Linked DNA regions of Mus musculus: all the other regions are linked to region 4. Evidence: chromatin contacts called from public ChIA-PET, Hi-C and promoter capture Hi-C data. All regions are on one chromosome and are shown on one strand. The core of a region is the stretch at or near the end of the contact, and the rest is flanking DNA. Distances in the headings are between cores, read along the strand shown. Region 1 holds the start of Rere (arginine glutamic acid dipeptide (RE) repeats). Region 2 has its middle 23 kb from the start of Gm13070. Region 3 has its middle 49 kb from the start of Gm13070. Region 4 holds the start of Gpr157 (G protein-coupled receptor 157).

Region 1 (3,255 bases), core at 205-2,704, 190 kb after region 4:
AATGTAGCTCTGACTGGCCTGCAACTCACACTGTAGACCAGGTGGGCCTTAACCTTTAATTAAGATCTTCTTGCCTCTGGCTCTCTAGTGTTAAGATAACAGGTAAGAGCCACCAGGCCTTGGTGAAACTAGTCTACGCCTCCCCTCCCCCAACAGGGCACAGCTACTGCTCTCTTTAAAAGACTCTCCGTCGTAATGGTCTGTTCTTTATTACTATTTTTTTTTAAAGTCATATGTGTGTGTGTGTGTGTGTAGGTTTGTGCACATGGAGGCTAGAGGAGTGTTGGATTTCTCAGAGCTGTAGTTACAGGCAGCTTTAGCAGCCTGATGTGGGTGCTGGTAACCGAAGTGGGGTCTTCTGCAAAGAGCAGTTGAGCCCTGTTCTTTATTACTTAATGAGGCCTTTTATTATTCTCATCAATAAGCAGCACAATTCACCAATTCACATTTTCTTTTCTTTTTTTTTTTTCACTTCAGTTTCGGTCAAACATTATTTTTAAAACATTATGAACTACCCATCAGAACAAATAACTTCGAATCCACTCTGTAGCTCCCCTTGAACCTCAAGGAATAGGAATCTGTCTCTTAAATGAAATAAGCAATTATGGCTCTGGTAATAATAAGAGCAAGGGGACAGTCGCCAAGCCCACCCCTAAGACCGACCCGCTTGAGGTAGACCATCCCGAGGGTCAGTACAGGGCTGGCCGCTGGGAGCTCTGCCTGTGGCCGAGCAGGGCGGACCAAGCACAAAGCCGCGCCTGGGGCGGGGAGCCCATCTCCCAGGTTCCGGCCGCCGCCCGGAGCGTGCACTAAGGGCTCGGCCGCGCCGCCACCAAAGCCTGGCCTCTCCCCTTGCCTTGCCTTCTGCTCATTTTATTAAAAAGGAAGAAAAAAAAAAAAAAAGAGAGAGAGAAGAAAAAAAAGGAGGAAAAAAAGAAAAAAAAAAAAAAAAAAGAAAATGGAAGAGCGAGCTGGAGCAAACATCCCGCCCCCAGGCCCGCCTTCCGCCTCCTATTGGCCCGTCCTCTACTGACGTCACGAAGAGACAGACCAATGGTGATGGTCGATACTGCGAGGTGGGCCGGGCCCGAGCGCGGAGTGGGCGGCGGGTCGGCGCAGCAGCCCCGCGGCTCCGCCACCATCGCGGAGGTGCCGCTGCTCCCACAGACGCTCGCGAGCCGCCCCCCGCGCTCCGCAGCCTCTCGCCCCGCCGGGCCTCGGTCCCCGCCTCCTTCCCCGCGCCTCGTCCCCTCACGCGCTCCCCACCTTGTTTCCGCCTCATTTTCTCTCCTAGTTGAGGGGTAGGAAAAAAAAAAAAAAACCCTACCATCCTCCGGTGGGAGCCACTCGCCCTCTGGGAAAAAAAAATCCACAAAACCAGACATGGTCCTGGGCTCCCACTGCTGAAGGCTTGGCCCACCCGAGGAGGTCGAAGTCCCGGCAGGGAAGCCCCGCAGCCCCCCGGTGTCGCATCCCCGCGGGCCGGCCCCTTCGGCCCCGCGCCCACCGCCCTCGGTCCGCCGCCGGCCCCCGCGGCCTCCCTCCCGGTCCCTGCACTTTCCCCGGAGCCCGGCCGCCACCCCTCTCATTGATGGTGTAGCGCCCGAGGGGAAGGTAAGTGTCCAAGTTGTCAGCGCCGCGCCGCGGGCGCCCCTCCTCGGCCCCTCTTTCTGGGGTCGGAGTGCTCTGGGTGGGCGGTGGGGCTCGGCCGGGAAAGCCGAGGCGGAATGCGAAGGGTGAGAGTGGAGGCGAGCCCTCGGGGAACCATGGGCCGGACGCTGCCTTTGGTCCTGTGCGAGCCAGGTGACTGTACTACGTGCTTCTTGACCCCTGCTCTCTCTTGGCTTCTTAGGCACGCTCTGGAACTAGTCTGAGGTTAAACTGTTACACGCCACTAGCTGAGCAGCTCAACTGTGAGAGGGAAGGACCCGAAGCTGTGCATTTCTTGGATATTTGTGAATGTGGGGGTCTGGGAACGGACTCATTAAAGTCTCATTTCACATTAGGAGGAAGACTCCTCCTTTGTGTCTCTCTTCTCAGGCTCTGTGATTCCAAAATTAGGGAACCAAATACCACTTGGAGCGGCGTAGAATTCTGTCATGATTTTAAGTTCTGCTGTCTGAAGGAGGGTGCCTTCTTTCTTTCTTTATATTTTTTTAGGGTTATGGGAAGAAGGTAGTTTTACATCGAATGGGGTGTGTGTTGTGTTGAGGGAGTATTGCAGGTTTCCTTTGAAACTGTTCGCTTGAGAAGTTGTTGAAATGAAAATAAAATGATTCATTGTTGAATAGTCATTATCCTCTGTCTCTTTTCCAAGGTTTGCTTACTTTTTTTTTTTTTTTTGATTACAGACTTCAAACATTGATTTCAGCAGAATGTGCCCTTGAGAAACTGGGTGCTTTAAATGTTTCAGTATGTGCTGCTATTTTAAGGTGGCTCTGAAAAAGTAGTTTTGTATGAATCTTGAAATAGCCTTCTGCAAAGCAATTCTTAAGACTAAACAAAACAAAACAGATTAACTAGTGAGTGTGAGCTTGGTGGATTACAAAACAGACATTTAGTGCAGCTCAAATGAATAATACATCCTAGGTTAGATTTCAAATAGCTTTTATAATTGCTTTCCATTTAAAGAGAGACCTTTTTGTCTGGTGTACACTGGTTTCTTTAGTCTCAGTCTGATGGGGGAGGGGAGGGAGAGGATTATCTATACAATAATAAAATCATCTTTGGCGAGATATTTCCTTCCATGGATTTGCTTGCTGAGTTAATTCCACTCTAAATTGCAAACCGTTTTTGATTTTGATGGCCTAGTCTGGGTGAAAGCCTGCCTTCCAGTTTTCTCTGTTGTTGAGGTCGAAGGGAAGAGGCAGAGGCAGAAGCAGACACACACAGAGACACAGACACACCACACACACACACACACACACACACACACAACCAGGCAGAGGGCTCATTGTTCTTCCATACAGATATCCATTCTCTCTCTCCCATATTTGGGGCTAGGTTTGCACAGACAAACACGGCTCTTTTGGGGAGGGATGAGAGGAGATGGGGGATGGGAAGGTGCTTTTCTTGTTCAGTTTTCTTTCACCCATTTCACATCTGCCTTTTTTTTTTTTTTTGCAACCTTGCAAGGCAGATGAGTACATGGGACACTAAAGGACACTGTGGAACGCTTTCAGAAGACTCCTGTTTCCCTCCCTGCCTTTGCAGCCCTGCTTTCTGCTGCTTGCTCTTTTCCATCTGTGTAAAGAT
Region 2 (3,333 bases), core at 508-3,007, 210 kb before region 4:
TCATCAAGGTCTGGAGAGAGCATGAGGCTCTGCATTGCACCCCAAGGAGAAGCTTGCAGGGCTGACAGCCAGTTCACAGGTCCGCAAGATTCCCACTCTTCTCAGAGGCGAGTATAGTCAAGCCTTGTGGCCAAGCTTAGGGGAGGCCTCCATCAACTGAGGCCCAGTATACAACAGGACTCGGTGAGGCCCCAGGGCTTTTGTGAGGTTTGCCTGCAAGCGGGTAGGAGGTAGCATGGCAGTTAGCCTTGGGGACAGCCAGCACTGCCAGGCACACTCGTTGTACAGCCCCTTCCCTCTTCTCTTCTGGGCAGTTCCTGAGAACATTCCAGGACCCGTCGGCAAGCCTGGCCCTGTCCACTAGTGCCTCTTCCATACTGTCCAGGAAGGCAATCAGGACTGTGCTAACCCTCAGAGCCAGGTTCCATGGGTGTGTGTCACCCCCCTGTCCCCAGATGTGCAGGGACCACTGTCTTGCTCCCACAAATCCTTTAGTTGCTCCCCCCATCTTCCTTTCTCTCTTCTTTAATATTTTGACACAGTCTCATGTAGCTCAGGATGACCTTGAATTTTCTTTTTTTTTCCCATTTTTATTAGGTATTTAGCTCATTTACATTTCCAATGCTATACCAAAAGTCCCCCATACCCACCCACCCCCACTCCCCTACCCACCCACTCCCCCTTTTTGGCCCTGGCGTTCCCCTGTACTGGGGCATATAAAGTTTGCAAGTCCAATGGGCCTCTTTTTCCAGTGATGGCCGACTAGACCATCTTTTGATACATATGCAGCTAGAGTCAAGAGCTCCGGGGTACTGGTTAGTTCATAATGTTGTTCCACCTATAGGGTTGCAGATCCCTTTAGCTCCTTGGCTACTTTCTCTAGCTCCTCCATTGGGAGCCCTGTGATCTATCCATTAGCTGACTGTGAGCATCCACTTCTGTGTTTGCTAGGCCCCGGCATAGTCTCACAAGAGACAGCTACATCTAGCAAGATTTTATTGAAAGGACCCAGACCTTGAATTTTCTATAGAGTCAAAAATCCTTGCATCCCTGGCCTCCCCTGCATCCCTGATTCTCCCTGATCGCCCTTCTGGAGATCTCCGAGGATGCTAGGACAGTGAGTGGTCTGTAATGACAAGGTCTCTTTGTGTCTGGCTAATGGGCCTCTGCCCCACCACCCCTGTTGACTTTTGGGGAGGGTTCGCTGTTTGCCGCTAGACTGGGCACAGCACCTTGTCAGCTGGAGCATCCTCAACCACAGGAGGCTGATTCCCCAATGGCCCTGGGAGGTGGCCTGAAAATTGACCTTGAGTAAGATAGAGCTGCAGTTTGAGCATGAGTGGCTGGCTGTGACATTAGTTACAGGGACACTGTAGCAGAATGACATCTCTGTGAAGACGTCTACATCATCTTTATGATTCTACAGGGCAAAGGGACTTTGAAGGTGGGATTAAGGGCCTCTTGAATCCCAGGCAGGTTTGGGGTTACCAAAAGGATTGCCACAAGAAGCAGACAGGAGCATCAGAGACAAGAAAGTCAGAGACAGAATGATAGAGACACAGAGACGTAAAATGAGAGAGACAGGAAATGTCAGAGAGACATAAACAGGAAGAGGAGATAACACGCAGAGAACCAGAGAAAGGAAGAGACAAAGATGCTTCAAAGCCGATGGCTTTGAAGATGGAGCAGGAGGCTGCGAGCCCAGAGACGGAGGCATTGCTTGAAGCTAGAAAATTAAAATAGTCTTCCTTGAGGCTTCAGAGTGAGTCAACCCTGCTCGTACCTGCCTGTCACGTCTGGCCTCCAGAGCTGTGAAGTCACACATTGTGTGTCTGTGGTCGGTTGTCACGCCGCCACAGGAAACTCAAAGGGATTGCCTGGTGTCCTCGCCTCCTGTCAGAAGCACCTAGGTTCTTTCAGGACCCTTCTGTGGCTTCCAGGCTGTGCCTTGCCCTGGGTGACCCCGTTTTGCAAGGGGCACTTGGCTGCATTTTCAGTGCAAATGCAGACAGGTTAACTCTGCATCCTGTGCATGTAGAAGTGGTTTGGGATGCAGACTGATAGCAAGCGTTCAAAAGTAAGAAACAAACAGTTGAAAACTTGTCAAGCTAGACTAGGAACATAAGGGCGCACAGATGTATTAAAGTCATACCAGGAAAACCAGGCTAAGGACTTGAGGAACACAGACTAAAGGGAATACCTGCACCTGGACCCATCAAGTGGAGAATACTTAACAGTGTGAAGGGAACAGCACCACCCACCTGTCATCTGACCACCCAGGGTGTGTGTCAAGAGACTGATGGACAGGATCCCTATAGATCCTGGGACTTTAGTTGGCCTTTATCCCCAGTGCTTGACCTACCCAGCCTTCAGTGCATCTGTTTGTCCTTCTGTTAAGTCCAAATGAATCCCTAGACCTGGCTTGGCTCCACATTCCTCTTGAAGAAATCCAACTTACCTTACCTTACTTAGGGCCGGGAGGTGGCTCAGTTGTAGTCATGGGAACCTGAGTTCAATGCTCAGGATCCAGAAGAAAGCGAGGGGTGCTTGCATGCGTCACATTTCTATTCCAGTGCTGGGGACGGGGTGTGGAGACACTCCCCTGAGGATGGCTGGCCAGCTGACCTAGCTGTATTGAGTTCCAGGCTGGTGAAAGACCACGTGTCAAAATATCAAAGTGGCTGGTGGTGTCCTGAGGAACAGCTGCAGGGCTTTACCTATGACTTCCTTGGGTGTGTTCACACTGATGAACACACAGACACACACACACACACACACACACACAGATGCATACACACAGAGACACAAACACACACACACAGAAACACAAACACACAGAAACACAAATATAGACACACACATGCACACACAGACACATACATACTAACACAGACACACATACATACACAAAGACACATAGACACACAATCACACGAATACAGACATACACATAGACACACAGACACACAGACACACACACACAGAAACACACACACACACACACACACAGACACACAGATGCATACACACAGAGACACAAACACACACACACAAACACACAGAGACGCATACACACAGAAACACAAATATAGACACACACATGCACACACAGACACATACATACTAACACAGACACACATACATACACAAAGACACACAGACACACAAATACAGACATACACATAGACACACAATCACACAAATACAGACATACACATAGACACACAATCACACAGACACAGACATACACATAGACACACAATCACACAAATACAGACATACATATAGACACACAATCACACAGACACACAGATACACACACACACACACACA
Region 3 (3,428 bases), core at 743-3,242, 230 kb before region 4:
CTCTTCCCTCCTAGTCACAGACTTAGGGGGTCAGCCTTGTCCCTGGACACTTGACATGGACGCGGTTGGGTCTGAAGTGTATATGTGTGAGATAACGTATCTTCCAGAGCCACCTGCTCAGCGACTTCAAACAGAATTTGAAAATATATACCAATACAGTGTGACTTTGCACTTCGGATTCCTGGCATTTGTCTTCCTGGTTCTTCTTTCCGTTCTTGTTTCTTCGGTGTGTATGTTGTGTGTGTGCACCCGTGTCATGTGTATTTGTGCATTTGTGTGCAACTACCTGGCGATGAATTTAAGCCTCACTGGAGCCTTTCTGCCTTAAACAGAGTCTCATCTGCATTTTTTTGGGAAAAGATTTTTAAAAAAATTATTTCTTTGAGACAGGGTCTCTCTGTGTGTAGCCCTAACTGTTCTGGAACTCTCCATGTAGACCAGGCTGGCTTGGAACTCATAGAATTCCTCCTGCCTCTGCCTCCCAAGTGCTGGGGTTAAAGGCATCTAACTACACATGTCTGGCTAAAAGGACTTACTAATTTTTACTTTATGAGTGTTTACCTGCATGTATGTATATGTATAATGGGTGTGTGTGGGTGTGTGTCTGTCTGTCTGTCTGGTGCAGGTGGAGGCTGGAAGTGGTCATGGGATGCCCTGGAGTTACATATAGTTGAGAGCCTCTACGCAGTGCTTAGTAACCATAGAGACTTAGATAAGAACGGTCCTCATAGACTCACAGATTTGAATGCTTATTGTCTTAGTCAGTATTCTATTGCTGTGAAGAGACAGACACCTTTGCAACTCTTAAAAGGAAAGCATTTAACCAGGGCTTGGCTTACAGGTTCAGAGGCTTAAGTCCATTATATTATTTTAGGAAGCATGGTGGCACATAAGCAGACATGGTGCCGGAGAAGGAGCCAAGAGTTTTACATTCAGATCAGCAGGCAACAGGAAGAAAAAGAGACACTGGGCCTGGTTTGAATTTCTGAAACCTTAAAGCCTACCCCCAGTGACACACTTCCTCCAACAAGGCCACACTTCCTCCACACTCCTATGGGGGACATTTTTATTCAAACCACCATACTTAAGTCACCGAGGAGTGGAAGGAACTCTGATAGGATTAGCTGAATCAGGAGGTGTGACCCTGTTGGAGGAAGTGTGTACTCAGGGTGGGCTTTGAGGTCCAGTCTCTCTCTGCTTCCTGCATGTCAGGATGTAGAACTCTCACCAACCTCTCCAGCACCATGTCTGTCTGTGTGCTGCCAAGCTCTCTGTCATGATGACAATGGACTAAACCTCTAAAACCCACAGTTGAATGGGTTCTTGGTTAAGAGTTGCCTTGGTCATGGTGTCTCCTCACAGTGACAGAATAGTAACTAAGCCAGTGCCCTGATCCATGTCCTCTGCATGTGTGGCAAGTGCTCTTAACCACTGAGCCATCTCTCCAACGCCCACCATCACTTTGCTGTTTTAAAGAGAGAGCTTCTTGGCTAGACCAGACTGGCCTTGAACTCACAGAGATCAGACTGCCTCTGTTTCCTGAGGGCTGGGATTAGAAGCACGTACCACCACACCCCTCATATAGATTTTGGGATTCTTACCTTAGGCCTGTAAGTTGCTGAACTCATTCTTACACTCCATAGGAAACAAAGCTCTATGGAAGTTCAGCAGAAAGCGCTCTAGAACAGTGGTTGTCAACCTTCCTAATGCTGTGACCCTTTAATACACTTCTTCATGTTGTGGTGGCCCCAACCATAAATTATTTTCATTACTGTTTCACAACTGTAATTTTACTACTGTTAGGAATAGTAATGTAAATATCTGATATTCAGGATATCTGATATGTGACCCTGATGAAAGGGGTCGTGATCCTCCCAGGGAGAACCACAAAACACTCTTGCCCCTGTGGGCTTTTGAATATTGGCCAGAGTCAGCCAATCCAGTCATGGGGGCGGGGCTACCACGTTTCCCATCTCTACGGCAACGACTCTGCTCTTTGAGCTTCCCCATGACGTCACCAGCACACGCTGTCTGCGTGAGAAGCCCAGATGTAGAAGCTGTACTAGCAGGTGTGAAAGGAAAAAAAAAAAAAAAAAAAAAAAGAGCATGGCCTGGGACACTGCGCATGTGCCACCTCAGGTCGGCGCTCACTTCGGCTTCAGTTCGCAGTCTAGGGTTTGCTGGAACTTGGCTCCTGTAATCTTAGCCGCAGATATGAGATGCTGCAGCGTTTCTCTGGCTTGCTTTGAGCCGCCGGCGGGCGATACCCGCATAGTGCTCTGTTCATCTTGTCGTTAATATCCATTGGCGTGCCTCCACCATGCCTAGCCTCTCTGACTGCTACATGAACTCACAAATCGCTGTTGCTAGCAAGCTGGCCATCTTCCTAACGTGCTCCTGAGCTCTGTGGGCCAAGGAGAGCCTCAGCCACGCGTTCTAGAGTCACAGGTAACACAGAACAGGCCACTGTGGACTTGAGAATTTTGACTATGTAACAGACCTGGCAGGAATGAAGATATTCTAAAGAGATACTGGGCGCCAGACCCGGGAAAGGGGGGAGACTGTCTTCTAGAGAGATCTACACAGTCCTAACACCTTGCAGATGGCCCTGCAAAACAGACTGGAGCGGATCACGGGTGGGACCACACCTTTCTGGAGACTGATTAGTTATGCATAGCTCCTGTCTTCTCTTTAAACAGAAACCTCATGTTAGAACCCTGAAGACGGGTTTATAGGGTACAGGACCTCTTTGTCCCTTTTCCTTACGTGGCCATGTCGCATGAATCTTCTTTTCTGCTTTTTACTGTTATTTGTTTCTGTAACTGACTCACTGGGGACAGGATGCTGAGTCTAGATTGTCAGGGCTGCTAGGACCTAGGCTCTGACCCCGGCAATGCCAGTAACGATAGAGCAGCCATTCTGCACTATGCATTGTGCAGATATTCCCAGTGGGTTGGGTTTCCTATGCGGATCGCACTATCTTTGCCACAAATGATAGCGCGGCTCGCTGATAAAGTTGAGCACCAGCTGTGCTAGGCAGTTGTTACTACTCATTAAGACAATAATCTAGGGCCCAGCAGGGAGCTAAGAACCAACTTGAAATTGAATCCTAGCCCCACTTTTTTTTAGATCTTTTTATACAATATATGCTAACCTTACTTTCCTCTTCCCCAACTTCTTCCAGATTCTACCCACCCAAATCCATACCCTTTCTTTCTCTCATTAGAAAAAAAAAAAAGGCACGTAAAAAGAAAATAGAATTCAAACAAACAAACAGGAAGAAGAGAGAGAGAGAGCCAGAAGTGCAAAAGAAACACGTACTGATGCAGAGACACACACCCACACGCAGAAATCCTGTAAAAACACAGAATCAGAAACCATACTGTATAAGCAAAGAGCCTCTTACCTCTTAATTAATATGTGATCTT
Region 4 (3,309 bases), core at 77-2,576:
CTCCATCCCTAAGAAATACAAAATGTTCAAACAAGAAAAAAAAAAAAAACCTCTGTAAACTGGGAACTATGCTTCCTTACTTTTTTCTTTTCATGTAACATATTTAAAATTACATTTTTTTAAATTTATGGGTATGGGGGTACGCCAGCCACAGGTGTGGAGGTCAGATGTGGAGGTCAGATGACAATTTACCCCACCAAGTGCGTCCTGAGAATCAAATTCAGACTGTCAGTGTTATTCTGCCCTGGCAATTACTCAAGGCCATCTCATAGGCACTAATGTTTCATTCCTTAACATCGCACCTGGCGCTGGAGAGATGGCTCAGCGGTTAAGAGCACTTGCTGCTCTTCCAGAGGATCAGATTCGAATCCAGCCCCCACATGGTGCAGGGGGTGGGGAGTCTGACGCACTTTTCTAGCCTCTGTGGGCACTGCATACACATGGTACAGGTACATCCGTGCAGACAAAATATCCACGCACGTAAAATGATAAAATGTATTTTTAAAATAGCACTAATAAGGTATATAGAATAAACAAGGAACTAAAAGTATATATATATTTCAGTAGGTGAGCACTTCATTGGGATGTGTAAGGTCCTGAGTTGTACACCCAGCCCCACAAAAACACAATACTTTCATTGTAACAAAAGTTAGAAACTTCCCCAAATCACCACCACAGATCTTGTGAAGATTTCGAGTACCCAAGCTTCAGGAATGTAGGCCATGCTCTGGACCTGTTTTTGCCACCATCGGAAAGAATGTTTCCAGCAACCACCCCTCCCCTCCCCAACACACACGTAAGCAGGCTGATCAGGGGAAAGTAACATTAGCCTTAAAAATGCCATTCTCCCCTCCCCGCCTCCCCCCAACCCCCAGAACAGGATGTCCTGGCCATTTGCTAACCTCCTAGAGTGGCTCTGAGAGGCAGAAGGCAACGATTGGGACAGGACTGGGAGGTACTAGGTAAGAGGGAAGCGTAGAGGCGCAGAGGCGTGGGGAAACGCGGAGAAGCGATTGAGCTTGAGGCTGAAAGAGCATCAGGGCGGAGCAATGCGCAAGTGGGGGGCATGGGAGGAGCTTGAAGGAGGCTGGGCGGGGCTCTGGGGCTACAGGGCGGGACATGGAGAGCTCAGGGGCGGAGCGCTGGAGCTTCAGATTCGGATGTGTTACTGCGCAGGGGCGGGGTGCAGGGGCGGGACGCGAGGAGAGCGCGCAGGGTTACAGAGTCGGGGTGTGGAGAGCTCATGAAGGGGCTACCAGCTTGGAGACAGCAGGGGCGGGGACTCGGGACGAGATTAGAGTGCTCAGGGGCGGGCGTGGAGTGCTCAAGGGAGGGACCTGGAGGACTCAGGGTAGGATTGTAGAGCTCAGGGACAGGGAGTGGAGGGCGCCGCGGTGAGACCGCTGTTGTGTAGTTGTTAGACTGGGCGGGGCTGGGACGCAGGCGGGACCCGTGGGGACGCGAGCCCGGGCGCCAAATGCCCAGACAGAGGCGACCGCGGGCTCGGCTTGGCCACGACCTCTCGGCACCCTTAGGCCTGTGCACCCTGGCTGTCTGCCCTTGGTCCCCAACCCACCATGCCCTCACCCGCGCCTCCCACCGAGCTGCTGCCGTGGGAGCGCGCGGTGGTGCTGCTGTCGTGTGCGCTGTCAGCTCTGGGCTCGGGCCTCCTGGTGGCCACGCACGCCCTGTGGCCTGACCTGCGTAGCCGGGCGCGGCGCCTGCTACTCTTCCTGTCGCTAGCGGACCTGCTCTCGGCTGCCTCGTACTTCTACGGAGTGCTGCAGGACTTTGCGGGCACTTCGTGGGATTGCGTCCTTCAGGGCGCTCTCTCTACTTTCGCCAACACCAGCTCCTTCTTCTGGACGGTGGCCATCGCCCTCTACCTATACCTCAGCATCGTCCGAACTACGCGCGGGCCCTCCACGGACCACCTAATCTGGGCTTTTCACCTCATCAGGTGAGTAGGAGACCCGGCTTTGCCTCCAGGCCCCAGACCCAGGCTTATGGGTCCCGGGCCTTGCGTGCTGTGCTGTGGCATTCGTGCTTTCCCTATCTAGGTGTCAAGGTGGTGTGTCCTACTGGCAGTCACATGCATCCCCGAACCATGGAAGGGTGCCCAACTTGCCCAAAAAGTTGGAGCCAAACCTGTCTGAGCGTCTCTGAAGAGGGTGGTCTCTGTATCTGCCCCAGCCAGAATCTCCCAGCAAGGTGTGGGTGGGTGCAGAACTTGCCCATAGGAAGAGGTCTGCCATTTAGAAAGGAATTGGAGACAGTCTGTGCCCTTTGCCTCCTACTTCACCGCGATCTGGCAGTCTCTGCTGCCCATGGAGAGAAGTTCCAGTCTGCAGGCTAGAAGATGAGTTAGGTGGCTGCCCTGGCCTAAAAGCCCACAGCTTCCAATTCTATACCACAGTGGTTGTGGTGCGTCCAGCCACTCTCAGACGATAGTGTGCCAACTGTAAAATGCACAGAGGTATGCTTCTTTAAGCTTTTCACGACATTTATAAACTTCAGGCCCCCATTACCTGCACTTTCTTAGACGCTTTTAAAAAAGATTTATTCATTTTATTTTATGTGTGTGAACTGACTGCATGTATGTATGTGTATGTGTCACGTGTATGTGTACTTGGCGCCCTCGTAGGTCAGACGAGGGTATCGGATCCCCTGGAACTGGAGTTACAAATGGTTGTGAACCATCATGTGGGTGCCGGGAATTGAACCAAGGTCCTCTACAAGAGCAAGAAGTGCTCTTAATCACTTCTCTTAACCATGCTCTCAACCATCTCTCCAGGTCACTCGATGTGGTCTTGATTGTCGAGAACTCAGGTCAGGGTCAGGCTGTCAGCCACCTGGAGTCCCTGAGAGTGGGGAAGCCCAAGGCCCTGCACTATGCTGGTCCACTCTTCTTTCACGCTTGTCAGCAAGAAAGCTGTGCCCAGAGGCCAGCCTTCCCTCCTGTCGTTTCAGTTTGAAATTCTCGGCAGTCTGCGCAGAATTTGAGGCAGGAAGCCTAAGGCTTGTTTCCTGTCTCTTTGCCTCAGCTCAAGGCACCAGCGTCCGCCCTAATTATAGGTCCCTTCTATTAAAAACTTGAATGCTTTCCAAGGGCCGAGCGGGTAGTCAGCACTTTGGTAGAGACAGGTCACCTGGGTGTCACACGCAGAGGCCACAAGCTGGGAAGAGTCACTTGACCTCCTGTTCTTGTAGCTGTTGGAAGGAGACCAGCCGGTCCTAAAGAAACGAAAGAGCCCTCCTCTCCACTTGCCAAGCAAAATCTTTGTGCCATGTCACCATGTTACAGGTAGG

Evidence for each region. Hi-C and Micro-C count contacts between places; a contact is called where the count stands out from the background. ChIA-PET counts read pairs in DNA pulled down with a chosen protein or histone mark. Capture Hi-C pulls out chosen DNA fragments and counts their contacts.
Region 1: a promoter capture Hi-C map of adipose tissue shows a contact between it and region 4. The contact joins the promoter of Rere here to the promoter of Gpr157 in region 4. A contact is called at or near these places in 1 of 39 promoter capture datasets (macrophages), 1 of 115 datasets of contacts at active chromatin or transcription factors (memory CD8 T cells) and 1 of 9 other capture datasets (adipose tissue).
Region 2: a contact with region 4 is called in an RNA polymerase II ChIA-PET map of memory CD8 T cells, with 11 read pairs. The contact joins the enhancer-like site here to the promoter of Gpr157 in region 4. A contact is called at or near these places in 1 of 484 Hi-C or Micro-C datasets (nephron progenitors), 2 of 115 datasets of contacts at active chromatin or transcription factors (memory CD8 T cells and microglia) and 1 of 9 other capture datasets (liver).
Region 3: a contact with region 4 is called in a Hi-C map of CD8 T cells, with 1.8 times the contacts expected there. The contact joins the enhancer-like site here to the promoter of Gpr157 in region 4. A contact is called at or near these places in 5 of 39 promoter capture datasets (embryonic stem cells, liver, macrophages and 2 more), 1 of 15 datasets of contacts at CTCF or cohesin (embryonic stem cells), 4 of 484 Hi-C or Micro-C datasets (B cells, CD8 T cells, the HL-1 cell line and 1 more), 6 of 115 datasets of contacts at active chromatin or transcription factors (embryonic stem cells, large pre-B cells, memory CD8 T cells and 1 more) and 4 of 9 other capture datasets (adipose tissue, embryonic stem cells, liver and 1 more).

The regions. Positions count from the first base shown.
Region 1 is chr4:150,280,462-150,283,716 of GRCm38.p6, forward strand. Rere (arginine glutamic acid dipeptide (RE) repeats) reads left to right here and starts at 1,455. Exons shown (of 23, transcript NM_001085492.1): 1 at 1,455-1,614.
Region 2 is chr4:149,878,449-149,881,781 of GRCm38.p6, forward strand. No RefSeq gene overlaps it. Among named protein-coding and RNA genes, the nearest start is that of Gm13070, 23 kb to the right of the region's middle. Within about 2 kb of position 1,758, at least 30 of the 459 cell types and tissues checked have an H3K27ac peak or open chromatin away from gene starts, as enhancers often do. A contact at or near this core is called in memory CD8 T cells, where this site is marked.
Region 3 is chr4:149,852,394-149,855,821 of GRCm38.p6, forward strand. No RefSeq gene overlaps it. Among named protein-coding and RNA genes, the nearest start is that of Gm13070, 49 kb to the right of the region's middle. Within about 2 kb of position 1,993, at least 147 of the 459 cell types and tissues checked have an H3K27ac peak or open chromatin away from gene starts, as enhancers often do. A contact at or near this core is called in B cells, CD8 T cells and microglia, where this site is marked.
Region 4 is chr4:150,086,177-150,089,485 of GRCm38.p6, forward strand. It overlaps Gpr157 (G protein-coupled receptor 157), which reads left to right and starts at 1,327. Exons shown (of 4, transcript NM_177366.3): 1 at 1,327-1,960. The coding sequence starts at 1,578.